Regions from separate parts of the Rattus norvegicus genome. Here region 2 is linked to region 1. A link is a contact called in public Hi-C data. All regions are on one chromosome and are shown on one strand. Each heading gives the region's core, a stretch centred on a gene start, on an enhancer-like site or on the middle of the called end of the contact. The rest is flanking DNA. Distances are from core to core; before and after follow the strand shown. Region 1 holds the start of Kat7 (lysine acetyltransferase 7). Region 2 holds the start of Nxph3 (neurexophilin 3).

The links. Hi-C and Micro-C count contacts between places; a contact is called where the count stands out from the background.
Region 2: a contact with region 1 is called in a Hi-C map of kidney, with 4 times the contacts expected there. The contact joins the promoter of Nxph3 here to the promoter of Kat7 in region 1. A contact is called at or near these places in 1 of 12 Hi-C or Micro-C datasets (kidney) and 1 of 1 datasets of contacts at active chromatin or transcription factors (oligodendrocytes).

Annotation. Positions count from the first base shown.
Region 1 is chr10:80,749,844-80,755,878 of GRCr8, forward strand. Kat7 (lysine acetyltransferase 7) reads right to left here and starts at 2,544. Exons shown (of 15, transcript NM_001415103.1): 1 at 2,375-2,544. The coding sequence starts at 2,389. It overlaps LOC102546598 (a long non-coding RNA gene), which reads left to right and starts at 2,654. Exons shown (of 3, transcript XR_001840387.3): 1 at 2,654-2,794.
Region 2 is chr10:80,953,056-80,959,090 of GRCr8, forward strand. Nxph3 (neurexophilin 3) reads right to left here and starts at 3,691. Exons shown (of 2, transcript NM_021679.2): 1 at 3,437-3,691; 2 at 25-851. The coding sequence starts at 3,490. The coding sequence ends at 147.

The sequences.
Region 1 (6,035 bases), core at 1,294-3,793:
CACATACATGCCCTCAGGTCCAGGGAGGTTGTCAAATCACCGGGAACTGGAGTCATAAGTGGTTGTGAGGCACCATGTGGGTGCTTGAAACCCAGGTCCTCTGCAAGAGCAACAAGTACGCTGAACCTCTGAATAATCTGAGACCCCACATGCCAGGCTCTTAGAAACTCACACCACACCCTATCATAACTGTCAGCCTCCTGAGGCGTGATTAGCTATGGAGGTTAACTTTTTTAAAAAAAAGATTTATTTATTTAATGTATATGAGTACACTGTGGCTGTCTTCAGACACACCAGAAGAGGGCATCAGATCCCATTACATGTGGTTGCTGGGATTTGAACTCAAAACCTCTGGAAGAGCAGACAGTGCTCTTAACCGCTGGCTGAGCCATCTCTCCAGCCCCTATAGATTACCTGTATCAATTAAGCACTTACACTTATCCTTTTCTACGCCAGAAAAAGAATATTTGCTGCAATCACAACCCCTCAACCTCAGTCCTAATATTCTTGGCAGAGGACAGGAGTGGGATGGATGCACTAAGGACTGAAGTCAGGGCTTCGTAGCACTAACCACGCCCACTGAGCTACAGCCTAGCTCCAGGTCCCAACCCTTTACTCTTTAAAGAATAAGTTGCCTCGGGCCAAGTATGTTTGGGAGTTACTAGATTCTTACAAAGAACACAACCGGTGAGTAACGCCCCACACTAAAAACATTAATTAATATTTCTACAGCAAACAGAAATTTAATGTCACACTAACATGAGACATAAAAAACCTAAATAACCTAAGGCTAGTTTAGGAAAGATTTGCATCCAACAAGTTACTAACATAGTTACATTTTGTTTTTGTTGTTATTTTTGAGATAGGATCTTGCTATTTAGCTCAGGCTGGTCTGGAATTTATTATATAGCCTAGGTTTGCCTTAAGCTCATGATGAGCCCCCACCCCCAGCCTCTAGGGGGCCAGGACTACAGATCTGTACCACTACATCCAGCAAGAACTTACATTTGTTTTCTTCTTTTTGAGACAGGACCTCCCAGGACATAGACCATATGTACCCCAAACTACAGAGATCCACCTCCCAAGTGTTGGAACTAAAGGCTTGTCCATTAACATCCAGTAAGTATTTCCATTTTCCATGTTGACATTTGGAAACTTGGAAAAGGAGACTAGACCGTTCCAACATACCAGTATGTCTCCTGCATTTGGTGTGCCTCAATATAAATAAACACTACCTGTCAACTCTGGTCATTGTAAGAGACATTAATGTAAATATTTAACTTGGAAAACTTCCACGAAGAGTGAGCTCTGCAGAAATACGAATACCAACCATCTATCCATCCAACTATTTCATTCAAAATCTGACCACAAGTAGAGGCACCAGAGCCACAGAATGTCACTAAAAGGCTAACTTTAAGGTACTCTCAGCCAAAGGCCTAGATACCTGTCCATTACCTCCTATCAATTCTGCCTTGCTCAACCCTGAAAGTCGGCTCTTTACTTTTATTTCCCAAACTGCTTACAGTGTATACAATTTCAAGCAGAGACTGTACTGCGCTTTCTATGGTTACTTCTCTGTGTTCTCCACTGAACGGCGAAAACCCTTTAAACCAGTCATCACATATAATCTTCGAATCTCTAGCAACTAGCATGTAGCACTGCTCTCTGCATTTTACAACTAAACATATGGGACAAATGTCATCCAGTTCACCAAACGTTTACTGACCAGGAAATGTCAAACTGAACAAATACGTGGAAGACGTTGTCTGAGATGCAACAGGCCTGCGAGCTATCCCTTGGGGATGGGCGCTGGCTAATCACCCATCCTCTGCTTTGTTGCACCCCCCACCTGGAAAGAAAAGTAGTCTTCCCAACTCGCCTTTACACCTATCGCCATCTCTATCCGGAAGGGCGGGGCGTCGGTCGACCCAATCCAGGCCTTGCTAAGCCGCACCCGCCACAAGAACAGACTGCGAAGCTGGGCCAATAAAGAGAAGAGAGAGCATTCGCCACAGCCAGTCGGAGAGTACCGGAGCCAGACACAGACACCGCCCACGCACGCGGGGAGGTGACCGTTGGGCCCAAACAGGCGGCGTCACCATCCAATCAATATGCTTCTAGGCGTTTCCGCGACCAATTAACAAGACCGCCTCCGATCAGGGAAAGCAGAGGGCGGGAATAGTTACAGGCATAGGCCGAGGCCAGGGTCGGGCCCACATTTTTCCGTCTGGTACCGAGAGGAGACAGGTTGGCTAGGCTAGGTTCGAGGGAACAGAAAGTTGGAACCCAACCACTGCGAGGCGTGGCCAACCGCGTCACATTGCTCAATCGACTCCCCTTAGAAGCCCGCCATCCCTTCTCTGCCATTTCTCACCTTCCTTCGCGGCATTGCCGGCGGCTGCAGCCCGACGGTCCCGATTCGGGCGGCGGCAGCACCAGCAGGAACGGGGGCTCCGGCGGGCTCCGTGGCGGCCTCTGTAACAGTTCCAAACGCTGCGGACGATCCCAAGTGCCTCCTGCCTCTCAGCGTCTAGAGCCTTCTGCGCAGGCGCCGCGGGCTGGAAGCGCCTTTTCCTTCACTTCCGGCTGAGGCTTGCGTCACCTGACCTTTAAGCCAGTGAGAATACAAGGAAGTTCGAAACTTGTACTGAGGCTAGTCAGCGCCATTTTGGAATTGGGCAGGAGACGACACCAATTGTGAAACCTTGGACTAGACATTTCTAGATAGGAATGCGGCATCCGTTGTGGAATTAGGTAGCCATGATTGTTTGGGGCAGAAGTCTGGCAGTTGAAGGTAATCGTTTTCATCTTTACGTTGGGCAAACTCCCTTCCTGGTCGTTTTAATTTGCAGCGTGGAAGGAGGAAAACCCCAGAATCCATCAGGTTGTCGAGCTTTAACCCTTTCATTTCCTAGTCGGTCAAAAGTCGTTTCCGTTTATCATGTGAACTTAGAGCTGGCTAGAGATATTTTTGCACAAGGAACTGTTGTAAGAGCTACTCTGTGTTCCGGAGTGGTGTGAATGGGGCTTGAATAAAGGATTGACAGGGTTATATCAGTCTGGAAGTGCAGTAGGGGACACATTGTCCTTATATTAAGAGAACAGCTAGTAAGTTACGTCCATGTTACAGGATGGTGCAGAGCCATTCTCCGAATGCCGTAGCTCCAAAGAATTCCCAATTTAGCTCTGCTGTGAAACGCCCCCGACTTATCAGTACTCTGGTTTGAGAGCTTCGGGTGGCCCGGAGAGGGGCCCAGGGCGTGATCTGAATATGAGGGTGCTGTCCCCATTCAGCCCTTGTAACCTCTGTAGTACAAATGCAGGAGCCAAGAATTGGGTGGAGAGAGAAATAGTATTTTGAAAGGCACTGGAAAGGGAGTGGGTATTTAAGTAATAATAAAAGGGCTTAAGAAGGAGAAATTAAGAGTGAAAGAAGAGCTGTACGAAAAGCTTGGAACCAGGCAGGGTGGTACATGCTTTGTGAAGCCGGCAGAACCAAATCTTGACCTTAAGGCCAACCTGGTCAACACAGCGAGTTCCCGGCTAGATCCTGTCTCGAAAAAGAGAGGTCTGTTAAGTGGTTACAGGCCTTGAAGTTAATTAACATCAGGGGACTTGAGAGAACCAAGGTGGACCAAGAGTGACTTGCTGGGATCAAGACAACCTTAGTTACCAAGATAGGATTCTGGTTCCAGATTTATTTGTCTGTGTGTGTGTCATGACCAGTGAATGCTCAGAGGACAACTTTGGAGAGTAGATTCCTAACTTCCACCTTCATGGGATCTCAGGGATCAAACTCAGGTCACCAGGCTTGTTGACAGATCAAGTGCTTTTATCCACTAAGTCACCACAGACCCCTATCAGAATTTCAATCTGAGGCTGGCTAACCTGGAGAGAAGCTTTGGGAACTGAATACAAACCTGATTCATATGCTAAACAGAGGACTCTTCAGAGTTAAAAGTTCCGGACGGCTTAGCCCACACTCCTTAGGAGGAAGAGGGAGGATAGCTTAAGCCATTGTTGATGCCTGTTGCATGCAGTATTTTGCTTTTACCTCCTCCCCTCCCCCCAAGCTGAGGACTGAACCCAGGGCCTTGCACTTGCTAGGCAGGCGCTCTGAGCTAAATCCCCAACCCCTTGCTTTTAGTTCTCAGTATAAATACCTTTTAACAATCTATTTGCATTGATTTGCACATTAAAAACTTGCTTGAAAATGGCTTAGATATTTTCTTTTGTATTATTTTAACGCTCCTGTGTTTAATTCCATGTTATCACTGTTCTTTTACACTTACAGATGTGTTCCCGGGGTTACTCTGGAAATGTTCTAACTCCCTTGCTAGTGATAACAGCCTCTTATATTTGAAGGACACCATTTTAAGTTGGTTGTGGTGACACACATCTATACTCCCAGTCCTTAAAGCAGGAGGCAGGTGATTCAGTTTAAGGTGTTCAACTACATGGTTCTAGGTCAGCCTAGGCTGGACTCATCGTCCAACACTCTGATTTCTTTTCTATCTTCAGAAAGTCTTTCCTGATTTACTATTTGTAAGATAGGAAAGCATGGTGACATAAGATTTTTCAGAGATTACTGTATATTCCCAAACATTAGTAGATATTCCCCCCACTCCATTTCACAGCCAATAGGAACATAATTCCCCTTCATGTTGTTATCAGTTTTACCAGTATTGACTACAAGGCTTTGATGTCTGATGTAGATTTGGATCAGTCTTGTCATATTTTCCTGTGTGTTATTCTTGGATGAGTTTTTAAATTGACCTGCGTTTTCTCATCTTGAAGTGTGCGTACTAACGACCAGCTTACCAATGGTTGTAAGGAATGAAGGAGATGAGTGTTTTGAAATACTCAGCAAGTTCCTGAGATAGAATAAGCGCTCGATGTATGGCTTTTTTGGTTGGTAGTCTCTATCTCTAATCATGACTACAGCATCCTACTGCTTGGTTTTTTTCCTGTGGTGTCCATGATCGCCTCTATTTAGCTCACTCCAGCTTTAGAAACCCAGCAACTACACAGACATCATGTCATACCAAGATGCAGAAAATATCATCCTCCCTCAGTGGAGGTGAGTCTAGTGGTTCTGAGATGCTGTGGACTATTTAGAAGAAAGAGGAGGAGGAGGAAGAAGAAGAGGAGGAGGAGGGAGAAGAGGAGGAGGAGGGGGAGGATTCACTGAGACAGAGAGGCAGGTGGAGCATTTCATCTGGAAAGTGCAGGAAAAGATAAGAGAGGTGAATGAAAAATGGAGTTTAATAGGATGACACAGAAAACAGGGGTTTTCCATGCAAAGAGTACAGCATGTTCAGAAGGTGAGGTGTGGAGCTAGCACCCTGTCTGGAGTAACTTACTTGGCAAGGGGAAATGAGACGGTTGCCAAAAACCGGTGCTGGGAACCCGTTCATGCAGAGCCTTCTGTGCCTGGATTGGGAGCCGGGATTGGAGGTGCTAGGCTAGTACTGAAGTGCTATAAGCAGAGAAGTGCCATGATCAGACTTGCATTTCAGAGATTTACTTCTGGCAGACTTCAGAGGAAGGTTCAGAGCGGCAGGGAAGCCCAAGGCAGATTAGTCCAAATGCTGCTGCAATCTAAGCCAAAGACAGGGGTAACCGAAGAGGGATAGCAGGGCCAATCCTGTCTGCCTTTGTAGATTGTTTTTACTTCTGTGTCTCATCTCCTCTGTTACATTTCCGAGGGCCCTCAAAATAAAAAGTTCCTCAGTGCTCCTCCAGAAAGTGAGGGTTCAATTCCCACCTCCCCCACAGCAGCTCACAACTGTCTGTAACTCCAGTTCCAGGAGATCTGACACACAGACATAAATGCAGGCAAAACATTAATGCACATTTTTTTTTAAAAAAAGTTCCTCAGTTTCCTTTAAAATATACCAAAAAAGGGTTCTAAGTCATATTAGGTAATGAGGCAGGACAGACAGAATACAGGCAAAGGACATGAGTCGTGAAAGAGGGTCTAAGGCTAATCTTTCCTAGTTTTAACTCTGCCATAATTTTTCTTTTCTTTCTTT
Region 2 (6,035 bases), core at 2,441-4,940, 200 kb after region 1:
GGGACCCTTCCCCAACACCTGAGGCCTGACCCTGACCCACCTGGCCTCTCTTCCTCTCCACCCCCTCCCTTCCTGAGGCCCATCCCTTTCCCTGCCCAGTGTCCAGACAGCCAGCCTCCTGCACAGGCCTCTGTGGCCCATCTAGGTCACCCAGATGGGTAGTAGGGGGTATCACTGTGGTAGTTGTAATCTGGGCACACCTTCTGCACCAGTCGATAGTCCGTGCTATAGAAGGCAATATAGACGCAGACGACTTTGAAGGGCTGGGAGCAGCTCCAGGTAGCGGAGCTCTGAGCGTGATCTCGGGAACAGATCTTGGCTGGGTCGTGGGTACAGAGTGAGGTCCGGCGGCCCCGTTCTACCTTCTCCCACTCCATCCGGCAGTTGAAGATTTTGGATGCCTTGGCTTCGATGAAGATCTGCTGCTCCTGGTGAAATTCCACAGCTTTGCTGGGGGGTACAAGGCTGATGGAGATGTTACCCTGGCCCGTGGCGTTGTGGCGGAAGTGGACGCTGAAGGTCCCGTTTCCGTGGTCCACAATCTTCCCTGTGACCAGCAGGTTCAGGGCCACTGTCTTGATGTTGGAGTAGAAATCACCCCATCCAAATATTTTTTTCACCTTGGTCGAGGGTAGGGGACTTTGTTTGGGGCGGTTGGGGGGTTGCCCAAGGATACCCCAAACCTCCCCGGGTGGGGCTAGCAGCCCTAGAAGGGTGGAGTTGGCCAAGGGGCGGGACTTAGGTGAAATGTGACCTCTCTTGCGAGGCACCCTAGGCCGAGGCTGACCCTCATGGTCATCATGCTCAGGGTCCTCTGAGCCAGGGGGCCCATCCTCTTGGCCGCAGATGACCTATGGAAGGATTTGGAAAGAGAATTAGAGCTTTGTCCCCAGAGGACCTAGAAGATTTGAGATCTGGCCACCCCATCACCATCTACAGTCTCTGTCCCTGTTTACTCAGGCTTAGGGGAGGGGGAAGCACGAGCTTGTTCCCTTGGGTGGGGGGGTGGTCAGGTGCGCACCCTGGCTTTTTCATAATCCACCCTCATGTTCTGATGCTTCAGTCATCTCCGTGACCCTTCTTCACTGCCCTGCCTTTGGCTGCTACTCAAAAATCTGGGGACTGGAGACACACAACTCTACTCTCTAGATAGGCCCCAGTCAGATGGGAGGGGCTTGGCTTCTGATCCTGCAGAAACCCCCCCAGTCTGAAAGGGATGTAGCATTTCTACCCCTTTCCTCCCGTTTTCTTATTCACTTTATATCCCTGATCGAAGACCTCCTCTCCTCCCAGTCCCTTCTCCCACTGCCCTTCCCCATCTCGCCCTCTCCTTCATCTCTGGGAAGGGTGAGGTCCCTCCCGGATATCAACCCACCCTGACACCTCAAGTCACTGCAGGTCTAAGTACTTCCTCTCCCTCTGAGGCCAGACAAGAAGCCCGGCAAAGGGGGAGAATTTCTATCCTTGAAATGTCCAAGGAGCCAGGGAAGTTTCGTTGCTATCTTCCAGAAGTCCTTCACCTGGAGTTGGGAGTTGCAATTATTTGGGGAGCCCTATCCTACCTTGGGAGCTCCCTTCTGTCAGTACACACACACACACACACACACACACACACACACACACACACACACACCTTATGCCTTTATGACATTTTAGTCTTCTGACTGAGACAGTGTTCCTAGCTTAGCATAACTGCTGCCCTTAGAGGTAAAGACAGTCTACACACCATAAAACAAGAAGCCAGGACCCAGCCAGAATCCCGGTCAGGTACCAGTTTGGTTCAGGTTTTGCTAAGGCTAGGAGACCAGGAGTGAATGCCACACCCAGGATGGCCATGCTTGTGAGAGCAAAACCCTTCTCTGGGGAACACGTGATGACATGCCAAGATGGCACTTGCATGATGAGGGACCAGTTCTTGTGAGTCCCATTTCACAGGTGAGGACATCGGGCCTTGAAGGTTACATCACCACAAGACACAGGCCACAAGTGTCAGTCTTCCCTTACAAGACACAGTCCCACCTCACGACCTTTCGCAAAAGACTTTTTAACCGAAGCCCTGTTTCCACCTGGAATGCCCTGTCAAACTCTGCCAGGGCTTGTCTTGCTTACGCAGGCTCAGCTATGGTGACAGGCCACACCTTGGGGAGTCTTCCTGGAGGAGAGCGGAAAGAGCCAGTGTGGCTCAGTAGGGCAACAGGGAGGTTACCTGGCTCCCTAGGCTCAGTGGCCTGAATGTGTGTTTGCTCAGGTTCTGAAAACGAGTTCTTACCAGTGTGTTTGTCACCCATGAGGGGACAGGAGCTCAGCCACAACATCTGGACTGATGATGACCTGGGTGGGGCAGAGGGAATCCTGAGGAGATGGGATGGGAGGCTCCAAAGGGTTTAGTCCTTATGCCTCGTGTTCTGGCCTTGGTGACCAAGCCAGTCCCAGAGTAAAGAATGGTCCTGCCTTCCAAGTCCCCAGTGCCCCAGGGTCAGGAGAGTCAAGAAGGGAGGTTCCTGGGGTTGGGTTCAAGGCTGTCCGCCTGTGCGTACTTGGCTCTAGGGTTTAACTGAATGGTTGAGACAGTCACTAGCTCAATACTAAAGAGGGCCACCGGAAAGGGCCAAGCAGGGACGACTTCCTCCCCAAGAGTGGACTAGGGGTGGGAGGGTTGCTGTCAATGGGAATTGTTTTGAGGAAGGGGGCAGTTCCTGTGGCGCTGAGGCTTCTCCAGGAGAGGACTGAGGTCGGGGCAGATGTGGGGCGGCGGGCACGGGTCGCGAGGGACTTCAGCTCCGTGCTAGGGTCCGGGGTGGGGTTCTAAAGCATCCTGGGCCGCGAGGGAGCGGGGTCTGGGCGCTCAGCTCAGCTGCTCTGAGCGCCTGGGGCGGGAGCCGCCTGCCCAGGTCCTGTGGGGCTCGGGCTGCGCGCAGCCGGGAGAGGCGAGGAAAACAACAGGCGAGGAGGGAGGGAGCGGGAGGGACGGCGGGAGGCAGGGACGCGGGGGCCGCCCCCAGTCCGCCCGGGCTTGGCGCGCCAGGGCCCACAGTTCGGGATTCTCTGGGCCCCAGAGGTCAGAGAAGAATACCGCGTCCCCTGACCAGGCAGGTCACCTGCCCCACCCCCGTTTCGCGCGTCCTGGGATGCTGCTACGAGAGGTCGGGTAATCCTTGGCTACTCAGCTTGGGGGGCCTTTTCCCTAGTGTCACTCGCACCTCCTGCCATCAGCCGCGAAGTGGGTGGGCCAGTCGAGCACCCTCCTCCCCGCCCCTATTAACCCTTACAGTCCGGCCTCTGGCCTCGGACCCGCCCTCTCCCCCAGCCTCCAGCGTTCACCGCAACCCCGGGATGCCGGGGTGGGGGTAGGGAGAAAGTTTCAGGGCTCCGCAGCTTCCCGCGCTCTCCCCATCCCCTGGCCCCCGCCCTGCGCCGCTCCCCGCGGACCACTCACCAGATAGAGGCTGCCCTGCACTAGGAACACGAAGCAGCAGCGGGTCAGTTGCATCTTCCTCCTCTGCTCTCACCCGTCTCTCTTTTCCTTTCGGGGTCCCAGGCCCCCTCCGCCCCGGACTGCTCCTTCAGGCGCGCTGTCCCATGCTTCGGTCCCTGGTGGCTTGCGGCCCTCCCCTCAGCCAGTTGCTGGGACCGACCCCGCCCCCTTCGGTCCAGCTGTGCAGCCGCCGCCCCCTCCCCGCGTCCAGCTGCGCGCCGCGCGGTCCCTTCTCCCGGTCCCAGATGTGCGCCCGGAGCGTCTCGAAGGGGCTCCGCCTGCGTGGTGGCTCTGCCGCTCCAGACAGGCGCTCGGCGCCCCGCTCGCTTCCAGAGGCTCGGCTCTTACCCAGATGTGCTGGGGACCTGCGCGCGCGCCCGTCCCCGGTGTTAATTCCCCAGACCAGACGGCCCCTCCCGCCCCGTCGCGGCGCGCCCCCTGGCGGACGCCCCGGGCCACGCCGAGCCGCGGCCGCCCGTTCCCCGCGCTGCGCCCCGCCAGACTGGAGCGCTCCTGGCGCCCAGGCGCCTCCCGCTTCCTCGTCCCTCCCACTGGCGGCGGCGGTGGCGGCGGCGGCGGCAGGTACGGTGAGCCCAGTCGGTACCTCCGGAGTTAACTCCTCCCCTGCCGGCTAGCAGCCTGGGGACCTGGGGCGCCCACTTTCCAGCGTAGGGGACAGGAGGGCGGAGGAGCTCTGGGAGAGGAGACGAGAGGCTGGAAGACCGCGGATGGGGACACCAGCTTTTCCGCCCTTCTGGCAGCGCGCCTTCTTTCTGTAGCGGGCACCCGGGAATCTGTCGCTCTACCTACCTTCACCCCAGGAGTCCTGGAATTTGGAAAGACAATTCTACCCAAACCCAATTTTAAGGGCCCAAGGATATTAACAAGGGACCACAGCTGCTTGGTTCTTGCAAGACTTGATGAGGGTGCTGAGGGAAGTTCTTCTAAGTGTCTAGCTCACACCCCTTTTTCTTAGCACATTTGTTCCTTTTCTTCTAAGACAGCCTAAGAGCAATCATTATGAGGCATTTGGTACTGGGCTGAAAAGACCACTAGGGACCAGACTGCATTCTGAGGTTGAGGTAAGGGTTTGCCTCCTGAGAAATAGAGGCGCGAAGGCCTCTCCGGGCATGTCCTTCCATCCTGCCCTACACATTCCCCATGGCACAGGTGCTCACCAGGCTGAGAAGGGCCCCACCCCAGTGGGATCCTAGGTTGCCCTGGTCTCTTCAAATCTCCAAAGCAAGAAAGATTAAGACCTAGACAAGAGATCCCAAAGGGTCAGGACCACCCTCCGTCACTCCTGCTCTCAATGGCTAGACCTCCTCCCTAGCTCTCTAGAACTCCTTTAGTCTTTAGAAAAACAAAAGGTCGAATCCTAGGACCCCTTTGAGGCATTTGGAGTGGCCCCAGCATACACTGGGCCTGTGAGAAGCCCTCCACACGGCGCTCCTGTGGCCCTCTGAGATCCAGTGTGGTCCCTGGCTGCAGCCCCCAGCTCACACCCAGCCTCCTCCCCCACCATCTGCCAGGCGTTGTGTGAGGAATGCAGATGAATCTTAATATCAGCCTGGGCCAAGTGCGAAGAGGGAGAGACTGCAGAAGGAAGAAGCTTGGATGAGCCCCCGGTCTCCTGGGTACCCTGGGCCTTTCCGGGGCTCTTTGAGAGGTGTGTGTGTGTGTGTGTGTGTGTGTGTGTGTGTGTGTGTACTCAAAGACTCTTTGAGAGGTGTGTGTGTGTGTGTGTGTGTGTGTGTGTGTGTACTCAAAGACTCCCAAAGCTAGGAGAGGAACAGGTAAATTTTGGTGTGGCCTTGGAGTTTCTGGTCCAGCTGGGAGGAAGATGCTGTTGGTCTGAGCATGGGCAGCTAGTTCCCGCTCGCAGCTAGTCGTCTCGGCTAGACAGAGACGAAGCTGGATCCACCCCTCACCCATTCCAAGTCCTGCCCCCCTGGAAGGCAGTGTGACCCAGCAGAAGGGGTACTGCTTTCAGGCCAGAGGCTTAGATTCCACTCCAGGCCTTGGCCCATTGTGTGACCTTGGGTAGGTTACTGCCATGCTCGGATGCCAGTTTTCAGACCTTTCATTCGGAGGCGGGAAGACACAGTGTGTGCACCCAGTGAGGGCGCCATGGTTGGCGGCACCGTGGGAGTGCAGTGAATGGAAGGGCTCGCTTTTTCACTTCCCACACATTTGCTCTGGCTGCTCTTCCTGCCGCACTTGCCCCCACTCCGGTCTTGGACACTCCTGGCTCCCACTTCAAGTTTCTTCTCTGCCTTCATCCATCAGCCAATGGTGGAGCCTGCCCTCCATACCAGGCTCCAGGCCAGAGTCTGAGCTACAGAGATGAATGGGACACCATTCCTGCCCTCAAGGATCTCCTCACCCTGTGTGTGAAAATCGATCATTATAACTCACTGGGGCGAATGCAATGACACAGTCCCCATAAGGCCTTGAGGATGCACCCGGAAAGGTGGGGGAGGGGCAGGAAGGTCAGGGCATCCAGGAGGTCAAGAGGAGTAGGTCTGACAAGGGCTACTTGTGGCAGGAAGCAGTTCGC